Linked DNA regions of Mus musculus: regions 1 and 2 are each linked to region 3. The links are chromatin contacts, called in public ChIA-PET and Hi-C maps. All regions are on one chromosome and are shown on one strand. The core of a region is the stretch at or near the end of the contact, and the rest is flanking DNA. Distances in the headings are between cores, read along the strand shown.

Region 1 (3,222 bases), core at 33-2,532, 130 kb before region 3:
TCCTTCTCCTCCTTCTCCTTCTCCTCCTTCCTCTTCTTCCTCTCCTCCTTCTCCTCCTTCTTCTCCTTCTTCTTCCTCTTCCTCCTCCTCCTCCTCCTCCTCCTCCTCTTCTTCTTCTTCTTCTTCTTCTTTTCTTCTTCTTCTTCTTCTTCCTCTTCTTCCTCTTCTTCCCCTTCCTCTTCCCCTTCTTCCCCTTCCCTTCTTCCCCTTCCTCTTCTTCTTTCTGGCCCATGGTTTGAGAGCTTTCTTTTTTTATTAGATACTTTCTTTATTTACATTTCAATTATTACCCCCTTTCCTGGTTCCCCCATCTGAAAACCCCTATTCCATTCCCCACCCCCACTAACCACCCCATATACTCCTGCTTCCATGTAAGGACACATGCTCCACTATGTTTACAGCGGCCTTATTTATAATAGCCAGAAGCTAGAAAGAACCCAGATGTCCCTCAACAGAGGAATGAATACAGAAAATGTGGTACATTTACACAATGGAATACTACTCAGCTATTAAAAACAATGAATTCATGAAATTCTGAGGCAAATGGGTGGAACTAGAAAATATCATCCTGAGTGAGGTAACCCAGTCACAAAAAAAACACACATGGTGTGCACTCACTGATAAGTGGATATTAGCCCAGAAGCTCAGAATACCCAAGATACAATGCACAGACCACATGAAGTTCAAGAAGAAGGAAGACCAAAGTATGGATGCTTCGGTCATGAATTGTTTTAACACATCAACCAAAGCATGTCATAGAAGCTTTATTGCAGAAGCAGATATGTGAATCTTAAACTGTTCTCCAAAGAGATTTATAGAAGTGTACAAGGAGCTGGAGAGATGGTTCAATGGTTAAGAGTACTAACTGCTCTTCCGGAGGACCTCGGTTTAATTCCCAGCACCCACATGATGGCTAACAACAGTCTGTACTTCTAGTTCTGGGGGACCTGACACCCTCTTCTGGCTTCTGCAAGCACCAAGCATGTATGTGGTCAAAGACAATGCATAAGGCAAAACACCCAGACACATTGAAAAGCAATATCCAAGAATACCCCTCTGGTGATATACAGAACTCAAGAAATAGCTCTTGTTGGTTAGTAATTTTTAAGAATATGGACAGGTTCTGTGGTCAAGGAGCTGAAAGCTGCAGCAGGTCAGTACAGATGAGCTTACTGTGGGGTAACCTGGGTTCCTGAGGGTTAACCTCTGGAGTAACCCAGCTGTCAGAAGCCTCTCAGCAGGCAAACCTGATCAAAGGACTGCTCTCTAGCTAAGAGACAGTCAAGTATGCAAGCAAGAGAAGGCTCTGGACCCAGCCATCACTGTCTTGACTGCTGTGCACACTCAGCCTGTAAAGTTTGCACTGTCTGTGTTTGTGCATTTATGTGTCTTTCTCCACACACGTCTGTTGATACATCTAGGAATGCACACAGGCATTCATGGGTGTGTTGTATGTATGTGTGTGCCTCTTTAGGTAAAAGTATGTCTGGGATCTCTGGGAGCAGTCAGGGCTTCTCGGCAGGTCTGGAGCATCCTGGGAATGAAACATGTTGGTGCAGCCCACTAACACTAACCATGGAGATGGCTGCATATCCCTAAGAAGCCCTCGGTTTGTTGCCTTCAGCACAAGTATCAGATGTTTTCATCTTCTATGGGAACTTCCTGTTCGGCTTCCTGTTGATCTTAAACTTTTTCTTTTAAGGATGTAATTCTTTATTTTGCTTTTGAGTTTGCCCAGGAAGGCACTGTGGTTCTTGAGTACCTCTGAGAAAAAGAGAAAAAAAAAAAAAGAAAAGAATCTTGCCACAGCGGATCAACTTGCTAGCTACAGTTAAAGGCTCCAGAAATGGAGGGCAGGGGCATTCATTATCATGAACACGGTCAATTGTTCCTGTTTGCGTGAATCAGTGGCAGGGGTGGGGAGAGAGGAGGGTACCTTGGGACAGACTTCTCTTGGGATTATGGTGGGCCTGGTCTGAGGTTTGTGGGACAGTCAGAACTCCATCAATTCTATACCTCAGTTTACCTCTAGTGCTGAGGCTGCCCAGGAGAGAGCAGCTACAAGTCCCAATGCTTCCTCCATAGAGGAGAGAGTTGGCTCAGCTTAGCTCTAAGCCACCTCAGCAGGCCCCAGGCTTCATCCCCTGTGACAGTCCCTTTTCTCTGAGCACAGGTTCCTCTGGGACCTGCTCCCTTCTAGCCTCCTGCTGGTGTCCCTTTCATCCACCCTCCACTTCTCTCATTATTATTATTGTTGTTGCTGTTGTTTTTCAAGACAGGGTTTCTTGTTATAACAGAGCCCTGGCTGTCCTGGACTTGCTTGGTAGACCAAGCTGGCCTTGAACTCACAAAGATGTGCCTGTCTCTGCCTCCTAGGTCTGCAGAAGCTTTCTTGTCACCTACCTTGCCCTGGCCTGCTTTTCCTCTTGGTTTCTTTCTACTTACTGTTTCTCTTTCTCTGAGTGGATCTGGGCTGCGGTCAAAGCCTTCACTTATTTTCCTTCTCGCTCCAGGCTCTCTTCTGCTGAGCAATGAAGATATGCCCTTCTTCTCCCCCACTTGTCTGGATGGCCCAAGAAGACGCAGTCTGTTACTTCTCCCCTTGGCCTCACCTTCAGGACCAGGACGGAGAAATTGGACTCAATACCTCTTCTGTAGTCTTAGCTCTGGCGTCCATCAGCAGCTACCAGGCGGTCAGTAGCAGCCCACCCTATCCCTCCCTCCTGCCCAGGCCCAGCAGGGAGACCTTTGCACTTTAAAGAAACTCACACTTTCACCCACCCAACCCCTGAAGGAAGGTGGGGTTTGAGGCAGCCTGGGGGAGATGGAGTCCAGGAAACTTCAGTCCTATCTTGCTTAAGGCAGAACTCTACCGTAATAGAAAAGGAGACCCAGTTCCCTCCAACTGCTGAGGGCCTAAAAGAGCTCTTACCCTCCCTTCCCCAACCTTGTGCAAATGTGAACTAGCACTGCGTGCAAATGTGAACTAGCACTGCGGTTTCCAAGTAAGGCCACGTGTAACAGACTTGTTGGTTCTGCTCCTTACTGGATAAGGTCAGGATCTGAGGAGCAGTGCTTAATTACTGGACCAGGACATGTGGCGCTGTGTCTTCTTATGGACAGATATCGCCTAGGCTCTAGCTGAGTTACTGACATGGTCGGTGTCCAATAAGTGTTTGAAGGACTGAGTCGGCCGCCGGGAGATTCGGTGCACAAGGCACA
Region 2 (3,674 bases), core at 702-3,201, 78 kb after region 3:
CTCTGGATATCAAGTTAAATGAGATTATCTCAATACATAAAATTTAAAAAATAAATACATTGAGTCTAAGAAATGAGATAAAAGTTGAATTGAAGTTTCCTTAAAAAAAAAAAAAAACCTACATTAAGTGTCTTCTCTGTGATGCGTCTTGTTTCAGGAGAACAGGAAAGAAGATAGGATTAGTTATGTGGAAGGAATCTCTATTTGCGTTCAGCACCAAGGGAAAGTCAGATATCAGAAAATGGGAGTAAAACGAGCTTGTTGTTTTGCCTTGTTATCAATGGAGGAAGCAGGATATTCAACAGGTCCAGAGAATGCTTAGTGAGACCAGGGCACACACCTAACGTAGGAAGAGGGATCAGGATGCTCCCTAACGTAGGGGGGAAACTCAGAAACGCGCACTAAGGCCAGTTTTTAAGTATTTGAACAACTAAGAGATTTGCACTTTAGTGTACTATTGGGAAGCTATGGCATCCTTTATTTGTCTCTACACTGGATGGATCTGTCTAAATCCAATATTAGCAAGTAGAACCCAACTATGTATAAAACACCATAACTAAGTGAGATTTATCCAAGGCTCAACATTTGAAAAAGCAAATGATGTAAACCAACTACAAACACATCAAGAAGCTAATGAAGGGGAGAGAGACACGGCACAACAGTTAAGAACACGCACTGCTTCTCCAGAAGACCCGGGTTTGGTTCACAGCATTCACACTGGGCATCTCACATCCACCCGCTCCCTACACACACACACACACACACACACACACACACACACACACACACAATTTTAAAAGGAAGTTAAAAAGAAGTCTTAAGTTCACATTAATTGATACAGAAAAAAATCAACCCACAACCTACTCAACCAAAAAACAAAGCAAAACAAAACAAAACAAAACAAAGCCAACACCAATTCACTGCAAAAACTCTTAGTAAACTAAAAATGGAAGGGAACTTCATCAACTTTATTGAGAACATCAACAAAAAACCCTGAAGATAATGTCATATTTAATGATGCTACACAGAGAAAGAAATTAGGAACAACATTAAAATATTTAATTTGCTCTTGTCAGTCTACTTTACTATCATGCTGGAAGTACTTGCCACTACAGTAAGACAAGAAATGAAAACATGAAACCATTTTTCTCCATAGACAATATGATTATCTATGCAGTTAGATAAAACCGACACCCACTGTCAGAGGGAGACTCTTAAGTTAATGGTATAATTCTGAACCGAAAGAGTAAAAATAATTTATTAGATTCATGGTACAGACCACCAGAGGTCACATGATAAAAATTTTAAAAAATATGGCCAGCATATAAAACTAAATTCCATAAAGAGCAACTTGGAGCCAGGTTGGAGCCAGGGGAGGTACTCAATTTACCAAGCTGACCTGTCTACTTAGGCTGTTTGGATCATAGTCTCCTCTACCCAAGCCTAGCCCAGACATTGGCTTCTCTATTGTAGGGCAGGAGAGACATGATGTGGTAGCTGAACACTAGTGAGCTGCTTTAGGGTGATGATGTCTATTCCGTCTTCTTTCTCAAACTTCTCCTGCGCTCAGCCCAAAAAATAGGTGCTTTTTCAAATGTCCATAATTGAACCCAATGAGTTCCTATTCTCTTGATGGTTTCTAGATGTTTTTATGGAGCCATGAACAATTCAATAGCAGAGGCTGCAGTAACTAGTCAACAGTATGAGATCCAACAAAGAAAGAGAATAAAAGGAATAAGCAGGAATGGCGTGCAGAAAGAGAAAAGGCAGGTGTAGAGGCAGATAGACAAGCCTAAGCCCTACACGGTCACACACACGCTGCTAACAAGCAGGTTTCTTAATCTCTCTGAGCCTTGTTTTCTCGATTTTGCAATGAGGATAACGGTGAGACGATGCACAGGAACTTAGCTGGCTGAAAATTACTGAACATGTGTCTTGTTTGCTTACCCAGTCAGTAAGGTCAGCTGCCAATGCCTGCTGCCTTACGTGCCCAAAGCAGACAGGGGCAGAAGGGTTCTACAGGGTGTAATAGACAGCAACGGCACTCTCACCGGACACGGATCTCAGGAGGCTCTTACAGAATCTAGAGTAGGATTCGGAAAGGAAAGAGAACATTTTGAACACAAAGAGGGCACTCAGAGTTAATCGGATGAGTTTCTGAATGGATGCATAAAATAAATGGGTGAATGCTTAGGGGGAAATGAATAAATTAGCATGTCTAAGAAATGATTTAGAAGCAGTGCGCGGATCAGAGAATAAAATTAAAGTAGTTAGCCCTTGATTGCTGCAGAGACGTGTGCTTCCGTGCATGAACCATTCTATAGGTGCCCATGGGACTACTCAGGCATTTTCCAGAGATGGACATTTATATTCCCCTAACCTGTGACAAACTATCTGTCTACAGAAACCACACCCTGTCTGCTTTGACCCCCTGATACTATGCTATCTCTGTGACCTATCTATGACTTGCACTATTAAGTGAATACATTTCCTGTACCCCTTGTAGGACAAGACAACATTTGCACCTGCTGACATATTTAGACTCATGTGTTATCTTAACGGCCGCTGTTCTCTGTTGATAGCAACCACGTCACCTAGATTGCTAGTCAGCTTCCTCCACAAACCACAGGGCAGAAGATTCTCATGAGAAAGAAAAAAAAAGTGCCAAGGATTGTTAAAGTTGGATGTTTGTGTTCTCAAAATGAAGCTCTCAGGTAAGAGTCATGCTTAGATACACCAAGGCCTGGATCCGCAGGGGCTGAGACCAAAGAGGAAGAGAAAGGGAGAGAATGCTAAAGCTCTGAGTTCTAGCTCAGGACACTCATTTTTGTTTGACCCTGGGCATATCATGTGACCTGTTTGGGTACCAGATTTTCTAGAGGACAGTAGAAGTGACTTCTAGGAACTGTGGAGCTCCAACATCTGGAACAGCAGATATGGAGGGCTTATTTTCTATGCTGGAGAAAACAAATTTAGCCCACCTTTCTCTCTGGTCCTGTTTATGGAGTCCCTACTTTTGTCTCCTAGTGAACCAGGCAAGTAAGTGGCTCTGTCATCAGAAAACCAGTGGGTGACCATAGTTGTGTTGATTTGGTGTGTCAATTTCTTGGCTTTTTATTTATTCTTTACTTTCATAAAGAATAAAGGAGACCAGGAGGAGGCCCCCTCTGCCCGCTGAGCCCGTAAATGGGATTTCTCGGCAGTTTGATCTTAGAAATGTCACCACGGGATATTAACAAATTGGATCATGCATGGAGAGTACTAACCAGTATGGCAGGCCTGTCTGGTGAGGAGTAAAAAACAAAAAAAAAAAAAAACAAAAGTGTGGTGTGGCGGGTCAGGCAAAGTCAGCACAGCAGCTGCCTGATGGACAGCAGCAGGATGCACAGGGACACGCATGGGCTTGCTTGATATTACTCTACAGGCCTCCCAGAGTAAGCACCTAGAAAGGAAGAGGATTGCCACATCAGAGCCTTCAAACGCAGCAGCTCACGGGAGCAGTGGCCCTCCTAACTCAGAAACGGTGCTAGGCCATCAGGCCCCATGCTGTCTACCAGGAGTCCCCAAAGAATGGAAGCAGTAAGACAAGGGGCCCACAGACATTTTGCCACGTTGGCTCTAAATTCAGCAAATGCTATTCACCATACCTTACTGAGGCTGTGAGTTTGTCAGCT
Region 3 (3,215 bases), core at 388-2,887:
AGTCTAACAAAAGAAACGATGTAAGAGAAAAATCAGAGCGAACTCTAATGTCTTTGGACCCACCTTTTAGCAGTTACGTGTTACAGTGTTACAACATATACTTTCCCAACTCAAAACAAACTACAGACTCATTACTTAGGCAAGTGGAGTTTTGTATACCTCAGAGTTCAAACGCCTAAAAAATACCAGGCTTAGCGTTAGGGCCAGTTTCTTCTTTACTTAGCAGCACACTTCCTTTGATTTTCACAGTAGGCTGCAGTGTGTGGGAATGTTGGGGAGGAAGCCTCCGCGCTGAGAACTCCAGGCTGAGTCGGGCCACAGTTGAGATTCATATCACAGGAAACAAACCGAAACAATAGCTTTACGATACTTGCTTCCACACTGGCCCAGGAGGACAGAACACACTGTGGCGGGAACATGGGTGGAAATATCACTTGATTGTCTTAAATCCAGATGAACCCTGCGCTCTGGGGCTGAAGTGGAGTCGCTTCTGCGTCCCAAGAGCTTTAGACCGCAGTAAATGTATAGAATGTGCATTCGCCCCAATTCTGATTTGAGGCTTCCCAGACTCATATGTAAAAAAATCAAATTCTCATTACTGCAGAGTTGGAGATCAGCACAAAGCCAGGTTTCTAGACATAAATGTCAAGTTTATTTTTGATTATTTTGATTTGAATTTGTTTATGTTTTATTCCTGGCATTTGCCTAGTGAAGTCACACAGTCTGCTCAGGATATGATTCTCCGATCCCTGAGACATTAAAATCCAGGACATGGTTTTAAAGCTTTCACCATGACTTCTCAGGAAAAGTGGGACAAAGGGGACAGAATTACAGCAGCAGATGTGATTTCTGTGCCCTCCTATGCCTTGTGGTAAGACCTGTTTTCCCTGGTTTTCAGCCCAATTGTTTTACTGTCCCACCTCCCCCGGCCCCACCTATACTCAAAATCAAGGCCTTTTCTGTCCTGTTTGGAAGGAGGCCAGTAAGATGATTCATGCCAGGATGTTACTGGCTGAGAGCAGCCAGCGGTCCCTTCAAGAAAGTCTAACCTTGCTTATAGCATTCTCTTAAAGCAAAGAGTCTGGCCAGTCAGCGACAGTCACTGACTGTAGCGCCCCATAGCATTTTATGAAGGCTAGCGCAGCAAGCAAGGGTGGGGGAGCAGGTGTGAAAAGAACAAAATAAAAATCTCCAATGCTGGACTTGTGGGGCACACCAGGAGAGCAGCAGCAAGGCCAGCTGAGATCTATCACTCTGCAGAAAGTGTGAGATAGCCCCAGCCTGCTCACAGTGCGGCATAAGGCACAGTAAGTGGCCCACACTCTTTATGTTTGCCGTCAGTATGCCCGGAAGACGCGTGCACAGCCTTTGAAAGGAAAGACCCTGCGGAGATAACTAAGTAGCAAGCACCAGGGAAGTAGGAAACCTGTATCGGAGCTTGTTAGGAACAAGGAGTTTCTTGAAGATGGAAACATCTAGAAGGATCATCCGGGTGAAGTAAGAAAGCAGCAGCCTTACGGCTGGCACAGCCAGGCCTCAAAGACCCAGTTAGAAGCCACCTGCTCTGCCACCTGCTAGTTCACACAAGGCAAGTGGCTCTACCATACTGGTGTGCCACCCAACATGGGCGGTGCTGCCTAAAGGAAATGAGCAGTGCTCCGGAAAAGGCCCTCCACAGCCTTCTCAGCGGCACATATCCTGGCGGTGGGAGCCATCAAAGCCTGTTTACTGGGGCTATTTTTAGCATTAAAGAATTTCGTGGTCCTTCTCAAAGGAGACAGTTCGTCTATACCAGTTCTTTGAGATTCGAACCCTGACAGATTCTGGGAAGCAAATGGCCAGGATGTAGAACCTGAGCTATTTAGACCACCCAGCCCAGTTCCTTAGCAAGCACCTACTTTATTTTGTACCAATGGTTTGCTCTCCGTTGTTATCAGCATCCCCAGGAGGGGCTTAGGCTCTTCGACAGATGTCTTCCTGGCAGTTTGTTGGTTCCTGAATTGCACCCTTCCTTGCAGTATCCCCAGCTCTCCCTGAGACAGGACTGAGTGTGTAATGAGTGCTGTGAGCCAGGGAAGCCATGGAGGAAAAGCCTTAGTAACTGCAGGGAGGGAGGGAGGTCTGGTGTGCGCAGCCGCCAGGCATAGCAGTTTTTAGCAGAATTGTGACAGGAGGCTCAGGGCTCTGGGTGCAGCAGGGGGATGTCTGCCTCCCTCTTGGCTGGGAGTGACCTAGCCAAGTTCCTTCAGAGACTCCCAGGAGGACAAGCAGGTGCTAAAAGAGCAAATAGTTCCACTGAAGGAAGGGGCCACACCCAAGCTGGGCTGCTCTAGGGTCGCAGGGAAGGGGTGGGGGAGGGTGCTATTGGCCATTGTGACTTCAGTCTCAAGATGTTCCATGTCTGTGGCCCCAGACACCCTTCTCCCTCCTCTCTAAAGGGCAGTCCACCTGCCACTGTAGCCAATTTCGCCACCTCCTGGAAGTAAGCGTGCTGGACAGTTCGGAAAGGCCGCTTGGCTGTGCCGGGCCTGTTAAAAACAGGAAACTTTAAGCAGAACTATTTTCTCTGGGTCTAGTTAACCCCGATAGGTTGTCTTGGGATTACTCCAGATTTTGAAGTCAGTGTTGCCACTGAGATCAAAGAAGCTGAAGTGAAAATAAATTCTCAGTAGGCCTCAGCACTAGCCTCTGTCTGTCTGGAGAAAGTAGCCACCTCGCCCTATAACCCAAATGCAGCTGAAACCTTCTCCGGGCATGTTTCCGGGGTCAGGCACCCTTTGCCCAGACTGGCTGGTTTTCCTGACGTGGGGGATAGTCTTCAGCACGTGGTCTCTGGAGCGACAGCTTTGACACCCTCTGAACACTTTTTGTTGATGTTGTTGTTGTTGTTAAAGGAAGAAAAGGCACTTTTTCAGCTTCCCTGAATTAGGAAGGAAGCCTGGGAGGAGGTAGAACCTTCCAGCACCACCCTGGGTGGGGTGCGGCCTCCTCGTACTAGCCAGGTCTTGGGCTCTGAGCTCAGCTTAAATTTTCAGCAGAGGGTTCCACGTTTTTATTTTACTTTGCACAAATCCCGCAAGTTGCATAGCAGTCCTGGGCCCGCCAGAGGTCCTGGCCCACCCACTCAGCCTTGGCTAGACTTGAACTCACTATGTAGACCAAGATGGCCTGGAATTCACAGAGATCTACCTGCCTCTGCCTCCTGATAGCTGGGA

Evidence for each region. Hi-C and Micro-C count contacts between places; a contact is called where the count stands out from the background. ChIA-PET counts read pairs in DNA pulled down with a chosen protein or histone mark.
Region 1: a Hi-C map of embryonic stem cells shows a contact between it and region 3, with 2.0 times the contacts expected there. The contact joins two enhancer-like sites. A contact is called at or near these places in 1 of 39 promoter capture datasets (embryonic stem cells), 11 of 484 Hi-C or Micro-C datasets (CD4 T cells, the HPC-5 cell line, the HPC-7 cell line and 5 more) and 1 of 9 other capture datasets (embryonic stem cells).
Region 2: an RNA polymerase II ChIA-PET map of effector CD8 T cells shows a contact between it and region 3, with 20 read pairs. The contact joins two enhancer-like sites. A contact is called at or near these places in 14 of 484 Hi-C or Micro-C datasets (the AML12 cell line, B cells, CD8 T cells and 7 more) and 2 of 115 datasets of contacts at active chromatin or transcription factors (CD8 T cells and effector CD8 T cells).

What each region holds. Positions count from the first base shown.
Region 1 is chr17:86,673,114-86,676,335 of GRCm38.p6, forward strand. It overlaps Gm52297 (a long non-coding RNA gene), which reads left to right. Exons shown (of 3, transcript XR_003952297.1): 2 at 2,514-2,693. Among named protein-coding and RNA genes, the nearest start is that of Gm52297, 5.1 kb to the left of the region's middle. Within about 2 kb of position 1,283, at least 15 of the 459 cell types and tissues checked have an H3K27ac peak or open chromatin away from gene starts, as enhancers often do.
Region 2 is chr17:86,878,105-86,881,778 of GRCm38.p6, forward strand. No RefSeq gene overlaps it. Among named protein-coding and RNA genes, the nearest start is that of Tmem247, 37 kb to the right of the region's middle. Within about 2 kb of position 1,952, at least 31 of the 459 cell types and tissues checked have an H3K27ac peak or open chromatin away from gene starts, as enhancers often do. A contact at or near this core is called in CD8 T cells and effector CD8 T cells, where this site is marked.
Region 3 is chr17:86,800,419-86,803,633 of GRCm38.p6, forward strand. The region is part of intron 2 of Epas1 (endothelial PAS domain protein 1); the gene reads left to right. Among named protein-coding and RNA genes, the nearest start is that of Epas1, 48 kb to the left of the region's middle. Within about 2 kb of position 1,638, at least 79 of the 459 cell types and tissues checked have an H3K27ac peak or open chromatin away from gene starts, as enhancers often do. A contact at or near this core is called in CD8 T cells and effector CD8 T cells, where this site is marked.